Regions from separate parts of the Mus musculus genome. Here region 1 is linked to region 2. A link is a contact called in public HiChIP or PLAC-seq data. All regions are on one chromosome and are shown on one strand. Each heading gives the region's core, a stretch centred on a gene start, on an enhancer-like site or on the middle of the called end of the contact. The rest is flanking DNA. Distances are from core to core; before and after follow the strand shown. Region 1 overlaps Cd247 (CD247 antigen). Region 2 holds the start of Creg1 (cellular repressor of E1A-stimulated genes 1).

The links. HiChIP or PLAC-seq counts read pairs in DNA pulled down with a chosen protein or histone mark.
Region 1: a BATF HiChIP or PLAC-seq map of CD8 T cells shows a contact between it and region 2, with 6 read pairs. The contact joins the enhancer-like site here to the promoter of Creg1 in region 2. A contact is called at or near these places in 3 of 484 Hi-C or Micro-C datasets (CD4 T cells, muscle stem cells and natural killer cells), 4 of 115 datasets of contacts at active chromatin or transcription factors (CD8 T cells, the SCID.adh cell line, embryonic stem cells and 1 more) and 2 of 9 other capture datasets (adipose tissue and pancreatic islet).

The regions. Positions count from the first base shown.
Region 1 is chr1:165,799,259-165,805,560 of GRCm38.p6, forward strand. The region is part of intron 1 of Cd247 (CD247 antigen); the gene reads left to right. Among named protein-coding and RNA genes, the nearest start is that of Gm23402, 7.3 kb to the right of the region's middle. Within about 2 kb of position 4,178, at least 20 of the 459 cell types and tissues checked have an H3K27ac peak or open chromatin away from gene starts, as enhancers often do. A contact at or near this core is called in CD8 T cells, where this site is marked.
Region 2 is chr1:165,762,292-165,768,928 of GRCm38.p6, forward strand. It overlaps Creg1 (cellular repressor of E1A-stimulated genes 1), which reads left to right and starts at 1,467. Exons shown (of 4, transcript NM_011804.3): 1 at 1,467-1,847. The coding sequence starts at 1,494.

The DNA.
Region 1 (6,302 bases), core at 2,928-5,427, 40 kb after region 2:
TTTCTCCATCATGTAGGGGTTGGGGTCCAGCTGAGGTTCATAGGCTTGGCAGCAACACTGAGCCATTTTGGGTAAAGAAGGACCCAGAACTCCTGGTCTGCTGTCAGCGTGGATGAGCCCCTAAAGGAGAGGTGAAGCACGAGAGCTCGGCCATAAGGGCTTTCTATGAAGCCTGTTCTCTCTGAGATTCCCCCATCTCCACCCCTGCATGTTCTAGTGGAGGAGACATAAGAAATTCTCAGTGCTAGCAAGTCAGTGGTGCTATTGATTCTTTTCTAAGTCTGTCCAGAGCAACGGTAGTAATGGCAGCAAGCAACTGGTCCTAGTCCTGTTTGACAATGAACTTCGCCTCTGACAGGAATAGGCTGCCCTGCTAGAACAAGCTAGTAGGGAAAAAGACCGAAGCCATATAGAGAAGAACAAGTAATTTTCATTTGGTGAAGACCCTGCTTTATAGATACACTTCATTGAGGCTCGAGAGACAGCTCGGTGGTTAAGAACACTGCTTCCTCTTCCAGAGGACACAGGTTCAGTTCCCAGCCCCCAGATGGCAGCTCACAATCACTTGTAACTCCAGGTGCAGGGGATCTAATGCCTTCTTCTGGCCTGAGGGCACCAGGCACACACACAGTGCACATAGATACATGCGGACAGATACACATTCATTCACAGAAAGTAAATACATCTTGGGGAAAAAAAACCACACTTCATGGGCTAGAGATGGGGTTCAGTTGTTAAGAGTGCTCACCTAGCATGGATAAAGCTGGCAGATCTCTGTGTTCGAAGCCAACCTGGTCTTCAGAGCAAGTTCTAAGATAGCCAGGGCTACACAGAAAGACCCTGTCTCGGAAAAACAAAAACTGATGGATGAGAACAGGGCCCACAGAATCAACTAAGCCGAGCTCATATGGGGCTCACAGAGCCTGCATGAGTCTGGGCTTGGCCTCTGCATATATGTTATGACTGTGTACCTGGGTGTTCTTAAGGTACCTCTAACAAGGGGAATGAGGGGTGTCTCCAACTCTCTGGCCTGTGCTTGGGACCCTTTTCCTCCTCCAGTGTTCCTCGTCCAGCCTTGATGTGAGCCTAGTCTTATAGTAACTGGATATGCATGCTCAGTTGGCATCCCTGGGAGGCCTGCTCTCTTTTGAAGGGAAACAGAGGAGCAGTATATCTGGGGAGGACTGGGAGTTGTGTAAGAAGGAAAACTGCAAATGGAATGGAATGAGTGAGAGAAGAATAAAAATGAAAAGAAAAAAGAAAAGCACTCAAAAATCCAACAAGAAAGATCAAGGTGGATGTCTCCCCCCCCCCCCCCAGGAATGAGTGCAAGTTTGATCCCTGGCCTCGAGATGTGTACAGACATGAACACAAATATGCATACACTGTACATACATGAGCTTAAAAGCCTTCAACATAGATCTCTGAGGGGACAAACTGTTCAAAGCACAGAAGCCATGGTATTGGTTTCTGTACCCACTACAAAATAACAATGTACCATAAAGTAGTGGCTTTTTAAAAACTGACATTTACAACCAGTCATGGTGATACATGCCTTTAATCCCAGAAGTCAGGGGGCAGAGGCAGGTGGATGCCTGTGAGTTCAAGGCTAGCCTGGCCTACAAAACAAGTCCAGAACAGCCAGGGCTACACAGAGAAACCCTGTCTTGAAAAAAAAAAAAAAAAAAAAAAAAAAAAACCAAGCAAACAAACAATAAAAACCCTGCAATTTAAACTGCGATATGACTCAGTTGGTAAAATAAGTGTGAACACCTGAGTCTGGGCTCATAACCCACTTTTTAAAAATGCCAGGTGTTTTTTCATGGTGACACACACACATTTTACCAGTTTTGAGACAGAGGAGACTGACAGATCCCTGGGGTCACTAGCTGGCCACCCTAGCCTATTTTGTGAGTTCCCGGCCAGTGAGAGATTCTGTCTCAAAAAAGTAGATAGTATCTAGGGACAATAACCAAGGTTGTCCTCTTGCCTATGCACGTGCACACGCACACACGCACACACACACACACACACACACACGGGCGGGGCGGGGAGGGATCCAAAAAATGTATTGTTCTACAGTTCCACGGTTCTGGAAGCTAGCAATCCAAACTCAAGGTGTCAGTGGGTCTGTCTCTTCTGGGGGCCGTGAGGGACAATCTGCTCACACTCCTTTCCCAGATCAAGACAGTTTTCTGGGGTATTGGCATATCTTGGCTTGTGGCTACATTTCAGTCCATACCATCTACCAAAGCTTCCTGGGAATCGTCTTTCAATGGACGCTAATCTTGGCCATGCGTTCAGTTAAGGATGTTATCTAGGGGGCTTCAGAGGGGCATGAAGCTTTGCTAGCACCATGTAACAGGCGTCACAGAGATCCTGATCTGAGTCAATCCTGATTTGATGTCTCATTTAAATGCAGGCACATTCCTCTCAGGGTCTTTGAGGACTATAGGCAAAGCTGCTTCTAGGGTGGCCTGGTGGCCGAGATCAGGGAGGGACACTTGCAGCCTGGGGTCCTTTTAACCCATGCTGCTCTGACTGGCACAGCTGCAGAGCACAGTCTCCGGAAGATGGAATAAGTGCGTGTCAGAGGGATGCTGCCTTCTCTCTCGGAAACACCGGGGTTGCCCTTTAGAAAAACATCACCAAGCACATTCTGTAGTCTCAGAATGAGTTCGCTGGTGATTCAGGCAGTGGGGCTTGATCTGAGTTTCAGACATCTCTATTCATTTCACGGCCTCTGTTTCCCAAGGCAAATCTGCCATCTTGGACCCACAGAACAGTGAGTTGGCAGAGGGATCCTGGCATGAGAAACCATCGTGCAGCTGGGACCTGACTCTTCTGTCTTCTGTGTGGTGTTCTGAGCTGGGGAAGAAGAGAGTGGGTTTCCAGGTCACAGCTGTCAGGCCCCACCTGTGGGGTGGGTGGCTCTAGCTCTGTCGTCAGTGGAGAAGTGCTTCAAACACGTCCTCTTTGGGAAGGTAAGCTAGGGATCCGCTGTTTATCCCTTTAGCTTTCTGCCATCAGCAAACATTTGAGAAACTGGATTAGGGTGCCCCTCTCACCTCTGAGAAAACAGTGTGAACAAAGCAGCATCTCATGTGGGGCTTGATGAGAGCATCTGTTGACCTTTGACTCTGCTACATCATCACGTCCCTTCCTGCTTCAGGGGCAGGTTGTCTGTATCCCCATTTGTGCTGCTCAGCCCACACTGAAGAGCCTAGATTCTGGAACCAAACAGTACTGCCATCAGTACTTTTTAGCCCTCTGTTCTTGGGGCAACTAAAAGCTCTGTAGATCTGGGGATCCTTGTCTGTTAACAGCTGTGTAGTATCTACTCAAAGGGCTGACTTAACACTGCATGAAAAATGTCGGGTTTGGTGGCTAGCACATTCATTGAATCCATGTTGGCTCATAAGGGACAGTCATACTGTGCTACCACTGGGGCCTGACTCATGCCATGAAATAACTGTGGTTATATTAACTTTAACTTTCCAGGTAGTTATATTTAGCTTTTTTTTTCCTGATGTTTTTATTTCTTTCTATTCTCTAGATGCCTAAAGTCAACCCTTGGTTATCCTCAAATGGTAACCTAGTGTTTAGGCCAAAGGACTAGGTACCAAATCTTGAAGGACTTATGGTCCATATGAGTTTCTTCCCACTTTCTCAATGCTGTTGCTATAGCCCCAAAAGCAGCCACACACTCATGCAAGCAAATGAGCAGGAGATATGCAAGTAAAGCTTTATTGCAAAAAAACAGGCCCTGTGGGTCAGCCTTTGTACACCTTGGTCAAGAATAGTGGGAACAGAAGACAGAGACCTGGGTCCCTGTCTACCTCCACCTCTTGGTTTTCCATCTCTGTTCAGGAGGAAGCCCCACTGGTAAGCAACAGCCACCAGTCAGAGAGCAGCAGGGAGACACCTGCGGGGGGCCATCCCCAGCCGCCACTGAGCTGGGGTGGGTGGTTTGCTCCACAAGCAGATAGCACAAGGCCCAAGCTTAAAGTCAAGATGACATACATTTGTTGGCGGAGCACCCTCCAGGCAGATCGCTGTCTTGCTGAAGTGAAATGGAAAATCAAATGTGATTCTGCTGGCCCCAGTGATAAAAGCTTTTGTTATTGTTCTCAGACTCACTGTGTTCATGGAGAGTTTAGTCATAGGGGTTTCTATTCTCAGGAAGTCACAGCACATCACAATACAAGGCTCACCTGTCTTCTAAATAGTTGCGCTCCACATAACAGGGAGGGGGCAATTATGAGAAATCATGTGTGCTACAATAGCTGTCTACCATCAGATAAAAGTTAATAAACAGCACATATGTGGTATAGGGGCCACCTTGCTAATTCACACCAGAAACCCTGTAGTCAATCAAGGGGATGATGTATTTTTATTTCCACCTTTTATGAAGTCTTTGAGGTTGTGTTGATTTTTGAGAGTGAAAAATCCAGCATCCTGTCAAGGAAAGATGAAGACAAACTGGAAAGTTCCATGTGGTCTGCCTCAGCGTCCTAAGCATTGTTCTCTTAATGCAGTGGAGTAGCCTCTGGAAAGCAATCATCTCCTTTGGGTTGTAAATAAAATAAATCGAGCTCAATGGTTCTCTTTCACGATATAGTGACTATTCCTCCAGTGAAGCATAATACACGGAAGCTCACCCAGAGGAGCTTCGCATACACAGTGGTAATGGGAGGAAAACTATTAATAATAATTTTTTAAAAGCCCCTCCCACTTGCCTCATGGACGGGAAACCTTGTGTGTGTGAGCACTCAAGATTGGTGACAATGAAGTTGGAATTTGAGTTCCAGACTCTCCCTCTGTTCAGTGATGTGGGGCCATTTGGGTGCCTGTCTCTGGCCTGGAGAGACAGGGTATGACTAGGGGTAGCTTTATGGGAAATCTAAACCTGACACCCCAGCTTCCATTATTACACACACCTCTCATTTTCTGTTGTTTTCCTTTTAGAGGTTACATTTTCCAGTCCTGGTTTTAACCCCTAAATTATGTAAATTCCATAGGCCGCTTTTGAATACGGCAAGCTGGAAAAACTCTGTAAGGCCCCCACTGCCTCGCCTAACAGGATGTGGCCGCTTCTCTGAGCCCTAGCTGAGCTTTTCTGAGGATAAGACACACTTCTCCCTTTGGTCCATCTCTGGCTGGATCAAGGCCCTCTCAGTTGAATGCTGGGAACAGGAACCAACCTTAGCTCTGTTAGTATCTTGACCTAAATAGTCATGTTGAAGCCTGTCCCATGTGCTGTGGAATGTTTAATGGTATCCCTGGCCTCCTCTCGTTAGATGTCAGGAGCACTTCCGACTTAGGACAAGCTTAAGTGCCTTTAGATGTTGCATGAATGTCCCCTGGGGGCTGAGAACCAGGGAGATGAATTGTGATTTGTGTTCTTTTGCTCAGTGATGATTAGCCTGTGATAGGCTATTCTCACTGCATTCGGTCATCAAATGGACCAAGAGGCTGCAACAGATCCAATTCTAAGCATTCCCCAGCACCACGGAAATGACAGCTTTGGAGATGCCAGGTGCCATGTGAACATTGGTTTCTGAAGTGGTTCTATCAAGGACGGCCATCAACCACGGCCAGGCTACCAGTTGACTTCAGGTTCCCCCACCCCTGCTGGCAATTCCTTCTGTCTTTCATCTGCATCTCTGACAATCCAATGGGGTTGAGTGAGGTCAGTTTTAGCAGAAGTGGAAAGATAATAGGATAATAGATTTATGATCTAAATTAAAATTCTGGCTTTGTCACAGCTAGTTATGTGACCTTGGGTCAGTTCCTTGGCCTCTTTGAAACAATCTTCTTAATTAACCCTGTCTACCTTGAGGCCTTGTTGGCAGGATTAAAAGTAGCGCATATAAAGAGCCCAGGTGGAAGCAGGCACCTGGTAGCTCTATAATAAACGTGTTCTAGTACTATAAACTGAAAAGGGTGAATGACTAGTGACTGGGTAAGTAGAAAGGCCAAGGGTATACGGGAAGTGTCAATGGTGACAGCCGGTGACTGCACCTGACTGTAACCAATCTCCAGCTTGTCCATCTCTGGAGCATATTCTTATTGTCAGCTCCAAGAATCCATCTCCCCCTGGCTTTTCTCTCCCTGTCTCTACTTCTCTGACCCCTGGAGGACCTGATCTAGGGCAGAAGGCTGAGAAGATGTTGGTTTGTGTAGACATTCAAGGCTTTGGCAACTGATCTGAACCTACATGTGAAAAACTAGAGAAGCCTCTGGCCTAATCGGTGTGAAGGGGGAAAAGCTGGAAGACAGCTGTGTCTCAGCAGTGAGCA
Region 2 (6,637 bases), core at 217-2,716:
ACTAATAGGGCTAGACTTTCTCATATAGAACCTAGCATTACAATACATAGCAAAAGACCAAACCTCAACACACGTGAATGGGAGAGAGAGAGAGAGAGAGAGAGAGAGAGAGAGAGAGAGGCAGAGACAGAGAGAGAGACAGAGAGACAGACAGAGATCAGGAGAAAGACAGAGTAGTGGGCCAGATTGGGGTGGGGGGCTAGCTAGAGGCAGACCTCAGAATATCTTTCCAGAAATCTCCTTTAGGAGTCTCACACCAGTCCCTAGAATAGAGGCTAAGCCTGATTTTTATATCATTTTAGAGGTGTCAGGAAGTTTCACATCCCATGATTTAGTTCATCCTGGCCTACATGACAGGGAGCTGGGTGCCACAGACTAAGAGGAGCTGCCAAGGAGCTGAAGGGGTCTGCAACCCTATAGGTGGAACAACAACATGAACTAACCAGTACCCCCAGAGATCGTGTCTCTAGCTGCATATGTAGCAGAAGATAGCCTAGTCGGCCATCATTGGGAAGAAAGGCCCCTTGGTCTTGCAAACTTTATATGCCCCAGTACAGGGGAACACCAGGGCCAAGAAGTAGGAGTGGGTGGGTAGGGGAGGGGGGGGTACAGGGGACTTTCGGGATAGCATTTGAAATGTAAATGAAGAAAATACCTAATATTTTTTTAAGAAAGAAAAAAGAGTAGCGGCTAAGCACGGACTGCTTCATAACTCTGTTAGGAAGAGAGAGAGCTGCAGAGAGGTGTGGCCTGATTCAGACTATAGGATGGGTGGGGCTTAAAAGATTCTAACAGTGGCCACAGTTTTAAAACGACGCAAACACGTTTGCATACATTTTCTAACTCCCTAGGGTAGCAGAATGAAAATCCTCCACGGGCTTGGAGGATCTGCCAGAATAAATGCATGAAACCACGAATTTAACCGAGCTAGATGACTTGACAGGTCTCAAATGGACAAGGTCAAAGTCTTGAGTGGGATACCGAAAACTAACAAAGTGGCTTTATCTGAAGACTCTTCTGGGCCAGGAATTTTTAAGTTCCTGCATGTCGGTATTTCTGTACTGTACTACATATAGGCTTGCTTGCTAACAGTCAGTAAACAGAAAAGAGCACACAGAAAACTCACGTTCTCTTAGATGCCAGGCAAGCATACTCAAAGACATTAAAAAGGAGGTGTGTGCGTGCATGCAGGCAGCTTTTTTCTAGCACTGTGACTTAGGAAGTTGCTTAATTTCTTCTAGACCTCATTTATCTGTCTGTAAATCAAACAAGCAAAACAAATATCTCTTTAGGGCAAATTCGCACTCTTCACAGAGCAGATCACAGGACACGGTGAACAGACCATATGCTTCTGGAAACTGGGTTGCACTGGAGCCACGCCCCCTCTTGCCTGCTCATCTCTGATTGGCTTTCTCGGAGGGGCGGAACAACGGGCAGGCAATAGTTACCCCGGCAGAGTTTGGTCGGTGGGCAGGGACTCCGCAGTCAGCGTCATGGCTGCCCGTGCTCCTGAGCTCGCGCGTTCCCTGCTTGCTGCCCTTCTGGCGCCCGCGCTGGTGGCACTACTGGTGTCGCCGGCCTCGGGTCGCGGAGGCCGGGACCACGGGGACTGGGACGTGGACAGGCGATTGCCTCCGCTGCCACCCCGCGAAGACGGGCCGCGCGTGGCCCGCTTCGTGACTCACGTCTCAGACTGGGGCTCGCTGGCCACTATCTCCACAATAAAGGAGGTGCGCGGCTGGCCCTTCGCGGACATCATCTCAATCAGTGACGGTCCTCCGGGAGAAGGCACGGGCGAGCCCTACATGTACCTGAGTCCACTGCAGCAAGCCGTGAGCGACCTGCAGGTGAGCGGGAGCGCGGCGCGGTTTCCCAGACCCGGCAGAGCAGGAAACCAGCGTCTCCAGTTTAGCTCGCTGGGGAGAGCGTGGGTCTTAGAGATAAGACTTTTGAACCCAGCTCACATGACTGTCTCTTCTGGCCTGCGCTGGCTAGGCGGAGGTTGTAGCATCCCAGATGTTGGGGAACTACCAGGAAGTTCCTACTTACCCTGTTACTGGTCTAAGCGCTTGGGGTAAATTCTTTGCCAGTACCTGGAGCACTTCACACCCTTCAGATAGTCAGGCGTCCTCTTTAGGCGCTGTCTCTGCATAAACTGCACTCTTGTGATCTAAAGGCATACAGATTGTTGGATAGTTTAGCGTTTGGCTTATGTGACTTCGGAGATTCTCTTCCCTACCTTTACCTATCAGCAGTGGGAAACTACTACACAGCATTATAGTTGACTGCGGACCTGGCTCTGCTTACAGCTCAGGTGGAAACAGCCTGGGAGGGAAAGGCCACACAGGAGCCCAGAAATGAAGCCTGACTCGGTGGAGGGTCTGTGGCAAAACTGAGAAAGCTTGGTGTCGTGGTAAACAGTGAGCCAAGAGACGCCGACGCTTTAACCAAGCCCTTGCCATGGTATGTGCCTAGGGCTTTTCGGTTCCACCTGTTTTCATTCATTGTCTCTTGTAGTAACTCTTAGAAACAGGCATGGCTATTCCGGGTTTACAGATGAAGACATGAGGTTAAGTAATTTGCGCAAAGCCAGGGGGCCAACCCTAGTTCACCTCAGACCCACTTGTCTTCAAAGCACAGGCCACAGGACTGGGACCCATGTGCTAGAATAGAAGAGACCCGTTTTCTTCAGCCTCCACAGAGTTCTGTATTGTTCTAAACAAATTTAAATTAGCTACTGCCTTTTAAAACTGCAATCCTAGGGGCTAGGGAAATAGCCCAGTTGGTAAAATACTTGCCATGTAGGCGCGAGGACCTGTATTTGGTCCTCAGTACCCATCTTGACAGCTTGCACGCACATGTGATCCTACACTGGCTCAACGGCTTGCACACACTTGCACACACGTGTGATCTTGCACTGGCCAGGTGGCTAGCTCCCTGGCCTGCCAGCCAAGCGGAGTCAGTGAGCTTCAGACCGCAGGGAGAGAGAGCCTGGCTCAAAAAGCCAGTTGGATGGCTCCAGCTTCTGAGGAGTGACCTCCAAAACTGACCTCTGGCCACACCATACACTCATTAATACCCAATGCACCTGTGGTGCACCTGCACTCTGCACGCGTGCGCACACACACGCAGGATAAAATTTTAGAGAACAAAGTCTATTGATTTGCTCTTTAAGTTTCTAACTCTTCTTGAAAAGGTTAAAGACCTAGCAGCACTGGGAGTGGGGGTGGGGCTATATTTTTCTGAGAGACAAAAGTAATAGAAGCCGCTGTCCCTCCCAGCCAGATATATTGACCCCAACTCGCCCCTTTTTTTAACCAGCCCGTTTCACTTCTCTAGAATCTGCTATTCACCCGTTCTCTCTACCCCAGAGGTGGCACTCAAGTGACCTGCGTAGCACTTGCAGAGAAGTTTTAAAATGCACTACCAAGCCACTTTATTCTAGAACAATGCCCCCTACTCCCTCAAACCCTCACTGGTGATCCTAATAGGAAGGGGACAGACTGAGCCTCGCCCCGACCCATGATCTTATTACTATCTGTGAGGTATCTGGGGTGTCATTATCCACACTGCCGAAATGGGGAGCACTGAGGCTTAGAGATGGGGGCTCACCCGTGACCACCTAGCTGATGGCCAACAGGTAGGCCTCCAGTGAAGTATTTCCTGGTAGAAGAGAGGCAGATTCGAGGAGCCTCCCCAGGCTCTCGGGTTTCTGGGATGGTATTATTGAAAAGACGTGTGGACACGTTGGGAATGTCAGCCTTTGTCTGGATACTGACTCGGCCAATTAACCAGCCGAAACTGGTTCCTATTACGCGTTTCCTCTTCCAGCAACCAAGAGTCTCTTCATGAGGCTAGAAAGAGCCAGGCTGAGGCTTGAGACCACTTGCCCGGTGTAAAATGCCGGCCATCTCCCTCACAGACAAGGGGCGGCTTGGGTGTGTGTCCCGTAAGGGTGTCCCTCTTGTCTAGTTGTTTTGGTGTGTGATATTTTTGTATAATGAATCTTTAGAGGAAGAATCTGTTTCTGCTGGTTGGTAATATGGTACCAAGTTATGTTGTAGAGCCAGCAAGTCCACAGTAAAATTGGCAGGGTGCTTACCTAGGCTGTGGGAAGCCCTGCGTTGTATCCTGGGGCTTGGTGATAAGGCCCTAAATATACAGTCTCAGGATTTGGAGGCGGGGGCAGAAGGATCTTCAGCTCAAGGTTAGTTTTCTCTGTTATCTGGTGGTTTCCGACCTGGCTGGACTGTCTAATGTCCTCTCTCAAAGCAAACAAAATCCTTTTACCTCTCCGTCCTTCTTGGCGCTGCTCTCTTGTGATCTGACCAGGTTACTCCTGATTTCTCTTCCCCTTTGACCCATTAAAAACAAGTCAACTTTGTTATGTGCACAGTCATGGTTCTCCTTTCAGTTAGGATTTACTTCCGCATTGGGGTGCCTGTTGGGTCTCCTCAGAGTCTTGTATTTCTTTCTTTTTAAAGATTTATTTATTTATTTTATATATATGACTACACTGTGGCTGTCTTCAGACACACCAGAAGAGAGCATCGAATCCCATTACAGATGGTTGTGAGTCACCATGTGGTTGCTGGGATTGAACTCAGGACCTCTGGAAGAGCAGTCACTGTTCTTAACTGCTGAGCCATCTCTCCAGCCCCGAGTCTTGTATTTCTGATGGCCTTCATTAAGTATCTGTCCAGTGAAAGTCCCATTTTCCTCTTGTTCTTGGAAACCCATAGCCCCTGACCGGCAGCATCCTGGATTGTGGAATTATTTTCACATTAGAATTCCCATTGCCTCTCCACATCTCCGTCTTTCTTCTGCTGTCTTTGTTATCATCCCTGCTCCCTCCTCTTCAGTCACACCATGCTTAGGCTAAGTCCTCGACACCTCATGCTAGAAAGTGCTCATACAACTTTTAAATTATCTGTCTGAACCATCCTGCTCACCAGAACTTATAATAACAAAAATACAGGTTGCCCTCTGCACAGAGGACTTAAACACTCCTGCTCCTCCTCCTCCTGCTCCAGCTCCTGCTCCTCCTCCTGCTTCTCCTCCTGCTTCAGCTCCAGCTCCTGCTCCTCCTCCTGCTCCTGCTTCTCCTCCTGCTTCAGCTCCAGCTCCTGCTCTTCCTCCTGCTCCTGCTTCTCCTCCTGCTCCTGCTTCTCCTCCTGCTCCTGCTTCTCCTCCTCCTCCTGCTCCTCCTCCTGCTCCTGCTCCAGCTCCTGCTCTTCCTCCTGCTCCTGCTTCTCCTCCTGCTCCTGCTTTTCCTCCTGCTCCTGCTTCTCCTCCTGCTCCTGCTTCTCCTCCTCCTCCTGCTCCTGCTCCTCCTCCTGCTCCTGCTCCAGCTCCTGCTCTTCCTCCTGCTCCAGCTCCTGCTCTTCCTCTTGTTCCTGCTCCTCCTCCTGCTCCAGCTCCTGCTCCTCCTCCTGCTCCTGCTTCTCCTCCTACTCCTACTCCTGCTCCAGCTCCTGCTCCTGCTTCTCTTCCTGCTCCTGCTCCTGCTCTTCCTCCTGCTCCTCCTCCTGCTCCTCCTGCTCCTCCTCCTCCTCCTCCTCCTCCTGCTCCTCTTCCTCCTCCTGCTCCTCCTGCTCCTCCTCCTCCTCCTGCTCCTGCTCCTCCTGCTCCTGCTCCTGCTCCTCCTCCTCCTGCTCCTGCTCCTGCTCTTCCTCCTGCTCCTGCTCCTCCTCCTGCTCCTGCTCCTCCTGCTCTTCCTCCTGCTCCTGCTCCTGCTCCTCCTCCTGCTCCTGCTCCTCCTGCTCCTGCTCTTCCTCCTGCTCCTGCTCCTCCTCCTGCTCCTGCTCCTGCTCCTCCTGCTCCTGCTCTTCCTCCTGCTCCTGCTCTTCCTCCTGCTCCTCCTGCTCCTCCTGCTCCTGCTCCTCCTCCTGCTCCTGCTCCTGCTCTTCCTCCTGCTCCTGCTCCTGCTCCTCCTGCTCCTGCTCCTCCTCCTGCTCCTGCTCCTGCTCCTGCTCTTCCTCCTGCTCCTGCTCCTGCTCCTCCTGCTCCTGCTCCTCCTCCTGCTCCTGCTCTTCCTCCTGCTCCTGCTCCTCCTGCTCCTGCTCCTCCTCTTGCTCCTGCTCCTGCTTCTGCCGAGCTTCAAACCCTGGTGTCAGGTCTGAGGAGATGGGTCATCAGGAAAAGAGCTTGCCATGCAAGTATCAAGGGTTTTGATCCCTAGCACCCACGTAGAAAATCAGCTGAACTTCCTGTACTCCCACTGCTTGGCAAATGGAATCCCCTGGGGCAAGTTAAGGAGTTCCTGGTTCATCCACACTTGTGTATCTGCCCACATACATGGGAACACACACACAAACACACACACACACACACACACACACACACACACACACACTCACACTCACACACACAGGTGCACAAGTAGTAAAATAAGTAAAACCTTGGGTACAGATTGGTGCGGGGACTCAGCATTTTAACAGACTCGGTATGGGATTCTAGAAAGCACTGCTTGGGTATTGCCTGCAGAGTTCACAGTAGGGAAACCTCACCCAAGGCTCCCTCTTGTTTTCCTCCTTGGGGAGGTTGAGGCGGGAGGGTTCCTCTTCTTACCTAACAGCTTGCAGACAGCAAATTCCTTAGCTGGAGTGAAGGTGTGTACTTCTTACCTAGCAGCATG